Regions from separate parts of the Sus scrofa genome. Here all the other regions are linked to region 2. Evidence: chromatin contacts called from public Hi-C data. All regions are on one chromosome and are shown on one strand. The core of a region is the stretch at or near the end of the contact, and the rest is flanking DNA. Distances in the headings are between cores, read along the strand shown.

Evidence for each region. A called contact is a pair of places that touch in the nucleus more often than the background predicts.
Region 1: a Hi-C map of omental adipose tissue shows a contact between it and region 2, with 2.0 times the contacts expected there. The contact joins two enhancer-like sites. A contact is called at or near these places in 19 of 47 Hi-C or Micro-C datasets (adipocytes, alveolar macrophages, embryonic fibroblasts and 11 more) and 1 of 2 datasets of contacts at active chromatin or transcription factors (skeletal muscle).
Region 3: a Hi-C map of subcutaneous adipose tissue shows a contact between it and region 2, with 1.5 times the contacts expected there. The contact joins the promoter of LAMA4 here to the enhancer-like site in region 2. A contact is called at or near these places in 2 of 5 promoter capture datasets (liver and skeletal muscle), 4 of 47 Hi-C or Micro-C datasets (embryonic fibroblasts, heart right ventricle, retroperitoneal adipose tissue and 1 more) and 1 of 2 datasets of contacts at active chromatin or transcription factors (skeletal muscle).

What each region holds. Positions count from the first base shown.
Region 1 is chr1:78,270,255-78,274,916 of Sscrofa11.1, forward strand. No RefSeq gene overlaps it. Among named protein-coding and RNA genes, the nearest start is that of RFPL4B, 40 kb to the right of the region's middle. Within about 2 kb of position 2,862, at least 12 of the 83 cell types and tissues checked have an H3K27ac peak or open chromatin away from gene starts, as enhancers often do. A contact at or near this core is called in omental adipose tissue, where this site is marked.
Region 2 is chr1:78,152,446-78,156,601 of Sscrofa11.1, forward strand. LAMA4 (laminin subunit alpha-4) reads right to left here. Exons shown (of 41, transcript XM_013992761.2): 6 at 1,225-1,439. Among named protein-coding and RNA genes, the nearest start is that of LAMA4, 70 kb to the right of the region's middle. Within about 2 kb of position 1,881, at least 2 of the 83 cell types and tissues checked have an H3K27ac peak or open chromatin away from gene starts, as enhancers often do. A contact at or near this core is called in omental adipose tissue, where this site is marked.
Region 3 is chr1:78,222,094-78,226,442 of Sscrofa11.1, forward strand. It overlaps LAMA4 (laminin subunit alpha-4), which reads right to left and starts at 2,471. Exons shown (of 41, transcript XM_013992761.2): 1 at 2,330-2,471; 2 at 1,681-2,031. The coding sequence starts at 1,875.

The sequences.
Region 1 (4,662 bases), core at 1,612-4,111, 120 kb after region 2:
GCATATGGAGGTTCCCAAGCTAGGGGTGGTATTCAGAGTTCTAGTCGCCAGCTTACACCACAGCCATAGCAACACCAGATCTGAGCTGCGTCTGTGACCTACACCACAGTTCATGATGGCAATGCCAGATTCTTAACCCACTGAGTGAGGCCAGGAATCGAACCCACAAGCTCATGGATGCTAGTCGGATTCATTTCCACTAAGCCACAACGGGAACTCCAGGATTTTTTTTTTGTTGTTGTTGTTGTTTTTTGCCATTTCTTGGGCTGTTCCCATGGTATATGGAGGTTCCCAGGCTAGGGGTCTAATCAGAGCTGTAGCTGCTGGCCTACGCCAGAGCCACAGCAACACAGGATCCGAGCCGTGTCTGCGACCTACACCACAGCTCATGGCAACGCCGGATCGTTAACCCACTGAGCAAGGCCAGGGATCGAACCCGCAACCTCATGGTTCCTAGTCGGATTCGTTAACCACTTAGCCATGACGGGAACTCCTTTTTTTTTTTTTTCCAGGAATTTTTATTCTTCAATTACTCATCTGCTAATCAAGCACTGCTAAGTGAGCAGAGCAATGCTTTAGAAATTAAGAAATGAAAACTCTTGGTAAAATGAGACCCTCTAAGGAAACATGCTTAAAAGCGTTAGTTGTGGAGTTCCTGTCATGGCTCAATGGTTAACGAATCCAACTGGGATCCATGAGGTTGCGGGTTTGATCCCTGGCCTCGCTCAGTGGGTTAAGGATCTGGCATTGCCATGAGCTGTGGTGTAGGTTGCAGATGCAGCTTGGATCCCAATTTGCTATGGCTGTGGTGTAGGCCAGCAGCTACAGCTCCGATTTGATTCCTAGCCTGGGAACCTCCATATGCCACAGATGTGGCCCTAGAAAAGACAAAAAGACAAAAAAAAAAAAAAAAAAAATGTTAGTTGTGATGAGCCTGTGTGCCCTCATTGAACCTTCCAAATTTTGAATCAAACACTCTGGATTATTTCTCTTTCAAAGTTACTATTCAGTCTCAGCTAAGAATTTATTTGTTGAACACAAGCTATGTTGCTGCTGTGTGTTTAAAATGGTTTAATATTGAACTGTTAATTGCACGTTTGTCATTCTTGGGAGCCAGTGCTCATTATGGTGGGATACATTCTGTCTAAAATGTACACTGATCTCCCTCATTATTCCTAATCTTCCCCATTAATATCCTAGGTACATGTATGTATACATATGGAGAGAGAGAGACAGAAAGGGAGAGGTGGGCGGGGGAGAGAGAGAGATTGGCCATATAAATCTTGTAGTATAGGAAATAAAAGCAGCCTTGAAGTGCTGAAAGCAATGTTCATTACTGGGAACCAACTGGCCATTGTGGCATGAGGCAACTCATTTCAGCAACCATGAGGGTTAGGCCAAAGTCACAGCAGGGATAGTCTCCATAATAAGCAGCCAGAATTGTTACCATTCAGGCTGAGCAGCCTGCTGCTCCAGGGAACTCTCTTTGAGCTGAACATACCATATCTGAGACAAATTTGAAAGCAGCAGCAGCTCTTACTGTTCAACTTGATTGTCTATAGCAGATTGAGCCAGGCCATTTTGGAAATGCCCAACTCTTAAATTAGTTTTGGTAGATAATAGGAGATTCCCACGGTTTGATGCTCTTTTCTCATCACCTTGATATGAAGCGATGATGAAAGAAATTTACAAGGAGATCCTGCTGAATAGCATTGAGAACTTTGTCTAGATACTCATATTGCAACAGAAGAAAGGGTGGGGGAAAAATGTAATTGTAATGTATACATGTAAGGATAACCTGACCCCCTTGCTGTACAGTGGGAAAATAAAAAAAAAAAAAAAAAGAAATTCTCAAACAAAATTTTGAGTCACATATAGATGATCATTGACATTTATTACTAAGCAGGTCCAGGCCAGCTTATCCTACTCTTTAAGGCTGAGGAGGTCCTAGCTCTCTGACGTTAAGTGGTTTAACTACCCATCACATGGAAGGTTTAATTGAGGCAGACACACTGATTTCCTGGTGGCAGGATTCTGTTATCCCAATAGGTTATGTCAGGCAAACAGAAGTCTTGTGAACTTTCAGCTGATATAGGACACAGGGCAACAGTCTACAGATCAGGTTAAGTTTTTATTATAGGCGGAGAGTCTCTTGAAACTTATTTCATCTTCTCTGTATATCTAGGTTGCCATTAGTTTCACCACTGAAAGCCCATTCCTAATATTCATTACACTAATTTCCTAAGTCTCTGGTGTGGCTGGAGAAAAGGAGGCTTGTTCTAGCCTCCTCTGGAGTGTGGATTTACACTTAACCACTAAGTAGCTTACTGACAATCCCGGTGGTAGGAATTTCTGCTTAGGACAACGCGCTACGCCTAAGGCTTTACTTTAACACTCGCTGTTTGTACTGAAGTATTTTAAAGTGAAACACAGACATTGTAATGATGTCCATTAGTTGGATTACACACAGTTGCATTTTCTACCAAATACCGTTCTCCTGGAGCAGGCAAGCACTTATTCTTGAGAACAGAACACTCCAGGGAACGAGAGTGCATTCATCTCTCACAGTGGAGCTTGATGTTTCAGCTGGGGACCAAAGGGGAACATAAATTTTTTTGTTTCATTTCATCCCTTGTCCATTTCTGAAATAAACTTGGCAAACAGACTGCAGATTCCTGGTTATCACTAAGCTGCCCCAAACCATGGGAAACTCTTCATCTTTTCATAGTGGCACTAGCAGAAAATTGATGTCTTATTCGTGGCATTATTTCAAGCCTAATGCCATCTCTCAAGTAGAGACACACTCTCTATTTAATGAGTCTATATCCCCAGGTTAGCTCTAGGGGAAGAAATTAGTCTCTCTCTCTTTGCCCCCACCTGCGTCTCTCTGTGTGTCTCTCAGTCTCTCCTCCTCTCTTCCTCCTACCTCCCTTTCCCTTTCCCCACTGCTTATCTTCTCTCTTCTACTTTCTGTGTTGTTATTTTTTGATCTTATGTCTAATGAAAGAATAGCTTGGTTCTTTGTATTAAACAGGACTGAGCTCATTCTACGAAGGAAGTTGGTTAAATTTTCATTATTCCAAGTCATAGGAAAGATCTAGGTTTCACAGCCTCTATTGTTTCTGCTGCATGCTTTAAATGTTATAAATCTAGAGATTATCCCCTGGCCAATAATGTTGTGTCTGAGCAGCTCTACCCCTCTGCTGAACCTTTTCTTTGTGCCTTTGTCTTTTTTCCTCAGGTGTCATGGGTCATTAGCTCCTGCGAGCAGGCACTTAAAACACCGAGCTTGCCTCTTTGGACATTTGTTTATTTTTCCATTCATCCATTAAATATTGACCTCTTGTCAAGGGGGAAGAAGACACACTTATAAATAAGGGAAATGCATCATCTGACCACAATGAGATACTTTGGTAGTGGTGCTTGAACATTTCTTTGGGACTCCTTAGCATGCAAAATGGAGCATCTGGAGAAGGGCATGTTAAATCCACTTCAGAATGCCATGGATTAAGACTATAAACCAAGGGGCTAGAATTAACCTTAGCTTCCCTTTCTTCCTGCTTTTTTTCCTTTCCTCCATTATTTACAAAAAAAAAAAAAAAACCTAAACAAACAAACAAAAACAAACCTAGATAGGGAACTGGACTAACATTTCAATTAAGTGAGGCAAGCAAGGATTTCCAAGCTGGTGCCAGCTCAAAATGGATTATATCAAAAGAGGGAAAGCCAACATCCCATCTGGAAAGCACCAAAGATCTTGGACCTAGCAGCATGGATCAGTGCAATAACAAGGATGAACAAAGCATTGAGAGTTTGGCCAAACCACAACATCTCTGCATTGTGCCTTTAGAGGAAAGTAAATAGAAAATCCTTCTGGCTCACAGAGAAGTTATACTGAGTCATGATTTACAACCCCTGCACAGAGCTCAGCACAGAGCAGGTGCTCACCAAATACTTGTTTGCTGAAGTAATGTTTGACTTGAATTGCCTCTAAAGCACCTTCATTTGACCCAGTGGTATTTATGGACCTCCTGGTCATAGCTCTGGCCTGGCTTTCTCAGAGTTGTATTTCCATGTAGGCAGACTCTCTAATCCCCAGTAAAATGAAAGATTGCATAAATATTCAGTAACTTGAAGATTTAAGTAAATGCTCAGTGTCCTACCTCTAAACATGTCTGCAAAGGATCTTGGTTTGTTCCTTGGAGATGAACCAAATGCTTTAGCTAATGGTGAAACAGTCTATCTCCCTTTGCTTGTATAGACCTTAAGTAAAAATAAATGTTTACTTAAGATGATCTCCAGCTTGATCTTTCTGAAGGCACAGGGAGCTTAAGTGTAGCTGTCTGTGGCTACAGGTTAGAATGTCTTGAGTATGTAGAACAGTGTTCTCAAGGAAAGTTCTTCCCCATTTCCTTGCTGGTTGTATTAATGCACTTTAGCATTTGCCCCAGTGTTCCACCAGTCAAATCTGTGAAGTAATGGATACTGTGGATAATGGGGAGTGAATTCTATTTTTTCTCTTAAAGAAACATAACACGCTGAAATGCTTGTAAGTGGCGAATGAGTTAGGCTCAGCATTCAGCACTGTGGCTAATCATATCAATTTGTAAAAAGCACATAGACGTAGTCACTGAGATAAACTGGTGGCTGTGCTTGCAAAAT
Region 2 (4,156 bases), core at 631-3,130:
TTAAAAATGATTTATTAAAATATCTAGGCTAGCAATAAGCTGGAATAGAATTGTGAATTTCCCTCCACCTCTTAACTGTCTTTATAGAATAATAAAAAAATTAGCTTTAAAGGGGACGTACACTTATTACATTTTGGCTGTTTAATATTCCACAAAATGCAGATTTATTAAACAATTCAGCAAGATCATGCTTTATTGCTTCTAACATTAGCTTCTTTTTTAAGAGTGATCTGCACCTATGTAATTTAACTGTGAATTTAGCATGTCAATGTTTAAGTCTCTGATTTTGCCAATACTCTTTCCGACGTCTCCTGTCTTTTTAGTCTAAAGGCACAGAACAACTCTCTTCCCTGCGTTTTTGGGGTTATGTGTCTGTGCACATAGCTTTCTTGGAGAATGTTTATTCTACTGTAACTTCTGTAGATTGAATCCATTTCCTTTTTAATTTCAAGCTCTTCACTTCTAAAAGTTTCTTCAAGTGAGATTGACCTGTTTCACTGAAAGAATCTCCAACAGAAGCATGCCACAAGAGCACAATACCTCTTCCTCACTCTTCTTCCCCTCAAAGTCTGATAAAAGAAGGAATATTCAGGCTTAGCCTTCCTCTAGTCCTAAAGGAAGGCCACTTTATTTCTAAAGAGCTCCACCGGCAAGTGGATTGGAGAAATCCTGAATAAAATTTGTACCTTTCAGTCTAACTGAAGTCTAACCGGGAAGATTTCTTATACTATCTTTGAAATATTTATTCTGATAATTTGAGGAAGTTAGGAGATGGTTAAACTATCCCTGGCTTGCTAATCTATTTCATTGAAATGTCAATTTTACCAAACATACTGAAAAAAGGGACACAGCTTGCAGAATAAGAAAACTGATGTGAACCTGCAAACTTTCATTCAGTCCTCAGTCAATGATAGGTAATCTAGAGAAGTCTGATTTCCTCCTCTGATCAAAACTGGAAGGACATAAAGAATATAAGACAACAGTTCACTAGTGTTAGTGTCTCATGGTTCATTCTACTCACGAGCTAAGTTACATTAGTCTTGATAAAAATACCTATCCCTGCAAGTATGGGATGCACATACCTGAGACTGTGCTGGAAAAGTGTCAAGGGGGTACTTGCAATATTTCCTCAAGATAAATTTATCTAAATTCAGCCTTAACAGAGAAGCTGCTCCTACCATACATTCGCTGATTAGGCAGCTGCTGCAGTACCACACACTGTACCTGCACAGTTCTTGGCTCTCCTGGCATCCCCATAGTAGCCAGGCGCGCAGCGCTCACACTTGAATCCAGTGGTGTTGCGTAAGCAATTCCTACACTGGCCAGTGACCTCATCACAATCTTCAAAGATCAGGTTAGGATCTGAATTTCCACTGCAGTCACATTTCTTACAGGTGCTTCCAATCAGCAAGGGGTTTCCATAGTAACCGGGAGCACATCTGAAGAGGAATCACATGTTAAACACTTAGCATCCATGGTTTTATCTTCTTTCCTATCTAGAAGACAGTGTGATGAATATTTGTGGATTGCTCTTCCAGAATTAATTCTCACTCTCCCATCTTCCTAATAGAACCAGACTTTGTTTTTAAGCAACTACCCCTCACCACCGTGTTGTAGCCTACTGAGTTCGGCTAGACCTTTGGGTGAATGAGTATCTGGATATAACCAGTATGTGGGAATTTTTGGTTACCCCAGTGACTGCGTTGCAGAGCTGGCACATGATGGTTGGTACCAGATATGCTAAATGTGGCCATGAGATATGCCACTAGAGCACAGCTAAGAATTGTCTGGGGCAAATGTTAGTCATACCTTTATTGAGAAACACTCCACTTTGCCTTAGTGAATTGTTCTGATACCCTAAACCCGAGCCAATTGATGCCGGGCATTGTCCTGGCCAAAATGGCTTGGCTTAGGAGTGATTCAATGGAGCAGAGCTCAGGGCTCTTGTTAGGGTTGTGGGAAGGCAATTCTCTCCATCTGCAGGTGAACGAAGGGGCAGGCAGCACTCTCAGCTCTGGCAGCCATCCTGTGACTGGGAAAGCAAGCTTGCAGACAAAGTAGAGGGCAGAGCTGGGAGAACCACAGATAAATGGCATTGGAGCCAGATGCCATGATTCTGTACAGTTTATACATGAGCCTGCAGAGGCTAGGCACATAACTGCCTTTGCTGTGGGGGCACTGCTGATGCCTATGGTCATGCCAGCTGGCCCTTAGTGAGAGCGCACACTGAAATCCATCCAGCCTTTGCTGGCCTTGCCAAGATGTGCACTTTGGGTGGGGCTGCCTCTGCACCGAGGAAAAAATTCCTTTCCCTACTTTGTCTAGAAGGTGCCCTAGAGCCAGCAGAGGTCCTGCTGTGAGTGATGGGACCATAGGCTCCATCTAAGAGGGACAGCTGATTTTTAGCTTTTGTCAACAGTTTTCTTATTGTAGCTTTGAGGGAATGAAGGATCTGTGTTGCTAAGTCTTCTTATTTAAAAGGAAAAAGTTGAAATTTGGGTTTTTAATGTGAAAGCTCAGCTTTTAAAGGTTGGCTCAGTCTTTCTAAGAATACCGTATGAGCCAAAGTACATGTTTTCTGGTTGGTTGTGGCCTCTCTGCTGTGGATCCTAAATTAGTGCTGAAGACTGGCTAAGATGGGCTCAAGATGCTTTGGTACTGGCTGAGAAGAATATGCAGTTACACCATCATGGGGTTGAAGGTGAGGCACAGGAATTAGTTCTGAGGAGATAGCAAAAGAGAGATCTGGTGAAGGATTCTGAGTGTGATGAAGGTGATCGTGAAGGAAGCCAGTGGACCATGGCTGGAGTGGCAGAGTGGGGTGAGGTGGGGAGGGTTTGGGGTAGGTCCTTGGTCTTGAGACTGAACAGGAAGGGAGGACTTGCCAAGGAAGCCAATAAGACCCAGCCAGTATTAAGACGACACCGCAATTTTTTCAAGGCTCCCATTTAAAGCAAGAGAATCATGATTCAGAACATCTGAAAAATGGAGAAATGAAAAAAAAATCATACCTATAATCCCAAGACCCTAACAAAATCACTGTTCAACATTTTTGCATTCTAAGGCTGAGAGGCTACTTGGATTTTTCAGGTTCACATAACTAGGAAGTTATACTGTAAATTCCTGACCTTCTGACCCTGATATTCTTTTTTTCACTCCACCCTGGACCACAGTGTCACTACTATAAATGAATGAGTGAATTCATCCAACAGAAGGACAATTCATGTCTATTTTGCATAAGGCACAGTGAGGCAGGAAGAGGAAAAACACAGAGTCCATGCACTGAAAAAAAAACAGGAAAAAAGTTAAGCATAATTATACATAACACCATGAAATCTAGAAACTGAGGTCTATGAAAAAGACAAGAATGAATATAAGTGCCACACAACCCACAAAGAGACACCTCCTAGAGGAAATGTTCAATGAATTTCGTCATCCATACTCATGTCTTTGCACCTCTGATTTATAGGCTCTCATGTCCCCAAGCCAGCATAAATCATTCCTCTATGGAATTCATGGCTGGACTTTTTATCCTGTAGTGTGGTTCAACAAACAGAATATTAGACTCTTAGGCTCACTGAAATGGGGCTCAGATCTGCCACCTCACTGTGCAGCTAAGCCTGAGGTCTGGGAGTAAATGGACTTGTCCAAGCTCACAGAAGCCAGATGACAGTTACTTCCTTTTCTCTGTTTCATGCTACTGTTTGATCACCATAGGTTGTCCCCTGGTCTTCAATAAGATGAAAACCAAAGTCTCTCTTTTGTAAGTCAGAAATTCAATCACAGTGGAAATATACTTTGAGTTTCAAGAACATCTTTTGGTGGTAGGTTCAGAAGAAATTCCGAAGTCATAGTCCCAACTTCGACCCTAATGATTTTACAGAATAAGTATGTGAAGGTTTTGTATTCATAGCACCCTCTAACCCTGACTTTATACAGAGGAGGAAACAAACATGGAGAAGCTGGACAACTGGTTTAGTGCTTCAGGGCTCAAGTATCATATGCGACTCCAAGTTGAGGGTCTTTCCACTCCACAAGTATGGGCTAAATGAAATAACTAATTAACCCATTAATGATTATAACAGTTGAGAATCAAATACTATCTGTCAATGCACCAAATTCCTGCCCTCAAAGAGCAAATAATAAAGGATACAAA
Region 3 (4,349 bases), core at 1,221-3,720, 70 kb after region 2:
TATGCTGCCTTCCTATGATTTCACTGAACATATGAGCATATAAGAAATTGCTCAGAATCTCAGTAATAAATGTAAGATTCCCTAAAAATAATTTTTTCTTACTTTTTGTGGGATGAGAGTTACAAAAAGTTATGTGTGCCTGTCTCTGTAGAATTAGCAGGTAAAAATACAGGACGCCCAGACAAATTGAATTTCAGATGAATAATGAGTAATTTTTTAGTATAAACACGTTCCATGACATATTTGAGACACAACCAAAAATCTATTTGTTGTTTATCTGAAATTCAGATTTAATTGGGTGTCTTGTATTCTATCTGGCAATCCTACTCTTAAGTCAAGCATTTCATTCTGGAACTTTCCACAAAGTTCAAAGCAACAGGTGGAGATAAGGCTTCTGGGGGTGGGGGGTGGGGGGCAAGGGTTAACTCCAAGCCTGTGGAGAAGCGAAGCCTTCCCATTGTGTAGAGTGTCTCCTGCTTCTGGCTTCTCCCCATGTCTGGGGACAAAGCTGACCAGAAGGTGTGCCCCTCTTTCTCATGGGGATTACATTTCACACCACACTGGAGGTTGGTATGCTCTGGCCCTACCCATTCTCCCTTCATTTGCTGGCATGCATGCATAGGGCTCACTCCTGGAGAAGGACCATCTTCATCCATCTTATTTTATCTGTAGTAATTAATTACTACACTTATACTAACAATTAGTAAGATTAATAGCAATAATTTAGACTTCAGTGCTGTGAGAAAGGGTATCAATAACCCCATAACTGCTTTGGTTCTATAGCTGCTGTAACCATAGCTACAGGGTTTTGTGTGTGTGTGTGTGTGTGTGTGTGTGTGTGTTGTTAGGTCAACTGGTCTTTCCTTTCCCATGAACTTAGGTGACTTCATTTTCCTCCTCCTTAGTATCTCCCACGCACTGGACATGCTGTGGTCCATCTCGGCTCAGGGGACCCTTAAATCACTTACTCTGGATTCATCCTCCTTTACCCAATTTCTACACTTTGGTTATGCTTTCAACATAAATGTCATTGTAAGGGATTCAAACAGCAGCTCTTTGAATAAGCATATTATTAACAGCATATCCCCAGCATTTTTACATTTGGGATGGGGCTTGACTTTCACCACAACTTCTTGTTTCTGGAATATAATGGCTCCTGTCTATTTAAGGTATCTGCTCTGCAGTGTCCTAACAGCTTCTTTAGTGCTTTCACCCTCCAAGGACCTTCTGTTTAATCTGTGACAAAAGGATTGGCCCTGTAGTATTGTTCTCACTGTCCTAACATCACAGAGAAGCAGCAAGCTAGTGCCAGGGCACACACTTTAAGTGGCGTGGCTTGACAAACATGATTCCCTGAGACATATAAGTGGCACAAAATCATAGACGTGCCACTGCAGCTCCAGGTAGGAGTCTAGCTTACTTAAAGTATCAGGACACGTGTCCTTTGCCAGCTTGAACAGGGACATGCTTTCCAAGGCCTCAGCTCTCAACTCACTATGTCCAAATCCAGCCTACAAAGTGAAACTTTTATTTCAAGTTTCTGAGGTGACCTGGTTCCAGTGAAATTCTCAAGGCGGATGGGGAAAGGAAGAAAGAGGGAAGAGAGAGAGACAAGTGTGGTACATACAGCGCACCGGGCACAGGTGCCCCAGCAGGGTGACAATGGCAGGGACACTGTACCTGGGTAGCAGGAGGCAGGCTTCCTGGACCCACGCGGGGCTCGCTGGTTTCAGGCGGGTCTAGTCGGCCGACCGCTGAACTCCCTTCAATGTCAAAAGGAAAAGCGCTGTCGTCCCCGGACGCGGCGCGGGAGCAGGCGGCGCCCCAGAGGAGACACAGGGGCAGGACTGCGCACCAGGCTGAGCTCAAAGCCATCTCTCCGCTGACATCCGACAGGGCTCCTTCAGGGGCTCAGCCACTGTTGGTCCTCGCCGGTCCCTCCCCGTAGTGCGGCGGTGCCTCCCTGCTTATTTTACCTTCTCTGCCTCTGCAGTATCCAGATGGGGGAACTCAAGTCAGCCCGCGGAGCAACTTAGTAGAAAAAGGGAGAGTGAGAGAGTAAGCCAGAGCCTGTCCCCACCCCCTCTTCCCTCTTTCTGTCTTCCCCCTCTGTTTCTCTCACTTTCTCTCTCTCTCTCTCCCCAGAGGCTCTGGCTGAAGAATGTACAGATGGATGGAGCTTAAAGCTGAGCATCAAAAGGCGGGTGGGGTTGGGGCGAGTCCTGAGAGCGCCGCCGGCCGCCTCCTGTCCCTGACTGACTGAGGGCCGACTGAGGGCTACGCTGCCCTGGCTTCCTTCCCACACCCATTCTCACCGCTCCCTTTTTACCTTCACTTCCAGGCCCTCCCCCTCCAAGCAGGCCTTTCTGACACTACTGGCGGGGCTTTCCTCGCGACCTCCCCTCCCCTTTCAGTTTGGGGCCCCTCAAGGGTCCCAGATGAATATTCAGCTTTTGTGATTGCTTCCTCACATCTCTTATTTGTTTAGCCAAGGTGCCGGATGTCTTATCTGTATTTATGTAGATCTTTTATGTGGCCCAGCTAGTTTGCAGGAAAGTGGGTGTAAAAGGGATTCCTGGCTGGAGCTGGGAGGTGGAGGCTCCCAGATGGCAGGGGGGGGAGGGCACCCACTTTCTTGTACAAAGTTTCTCCTTTTCTAGAGACAGGCTGCTGCCCTCTTTGTGCTCCTACCTTCCCTGGAGACTGGCTGGCCACCCTCTTCCTCCCGACAGTCCTCACCCAGAGGGCTTGGGAGAAGAATATGTTTCACTGCAGCACTGGAAAATGACTTCATTACTGAAATGCATGAACTTTTATTGACAAAGAACATCTTGTTTTCGTCCTAAAGAGGTGCTTTGTAAAGGGCCAGGAACAAGGCTTGCAGTGTATGAGCCTGTCAAATATACTGCTCACAGCCCCAACCTCTTCCTCTTGGCCTGTAATCTCATGCTACTGCATGTGTCTAAGTCATGTAACCTTCCAAGACTTTGGAGCCAAGTTGAGCTACAATTATGAGGGGTACCCATATGGATGGGTCAATGGCCACTACAGTTGATAGGTACCTTTGCAGTCATTAGCTTCATAAGGAGCCTTAAACTTTCCCAGGAGACGCACACATGGCTTCAAAAGGACTAGATGAGATAACCATAAAATGCCACTTAAGTTTCTGGGTGTTTGAAATTGCTTACAATCAAACAAAAAAAAAAAAAAAAAAAAAAAGTTTTAATAAAACCTATCCATTAGCTCTATTTAAAGGACAAAAATCATTTTATCCAAGGATAAACAAAGCAGCCATTTATTTTGCACCTACCATATGCCTGATACTTTTTATGTGTTATTTGTAGTCCTCACAGCATTTTTGAAAAATAGAATTATTATTTCCTTTTTATAGAAGAAGAAAGGGAGGTTCTGAGAGACTAGGGCATTTGCCCAAGTAAAAGCTGGTAGAAAGCTGAATCTGATCCTCACTGCTTCCAAAACTATCTTTCATGTCTATTCCACATGGAAACTCACAAAATAAAGGTCACAAATTCAGAGTTAGAAGAGATGGCACCCTCATTTTTTTGAGTACCTTCTAGGTGCCAAAAAGTTTTCATAAATTATCTTGTTTATTTCCATTTTCACTATTATGAGATAGGTATTGTTATACATATTTGGTAATGGGTGTGTGGTAAAAGTGCTACTAGAACCCAGGTAAATCTGATGCTCAGGTCAATGATTTTCAACAATAAGATGGTATGATACAAAAGTGCCAAGCTGGAAGAAGCAAAAAGTTTTCATACATCCTAAAGTATCTGTAATGTTTTCATTTTAAGATATAAAAACAGTGTTACAATGAACCATTAAGCTCAATTATGATCATCTTCCAAATAAGCTGGTTAACCCACTAAATTAAGTAAAAGAACTTAAAAAAGTATGTGTGGGTTTGGTTAATTTTTCAAGAGACTTATATTGGGAGACAAGATGGCCAACCTCCGAAGAGGAAGAAATGATGCTAAATGTCCTGTCCCACTTTTGCTTTTAAAAAAACCTTAGTAGTAATAATAATAATAATAATAATAATAATAATATACACATCATATTCTGACTTCAGATATAGACCTCATCAATATGCAAAAGCTATTCACATTTGTTTTCTGAAGGATTATGTCCCATTCTTCTTTAACTGTCAATTAGTCTTACACTTTTTGTTTGACCCAGAGTCTCTTTTCATCTTTCCTCACCAGTTTAGATTCTTTAAGAGGCCTGAGCAGTGGGGGTAGGAGTGCATTTATGCAAGACCTATGAATTTTTAATTTTTGATTAAAAATATGCTTCTAACTCCCCTCATCTTCTTTCTGCAGACATTA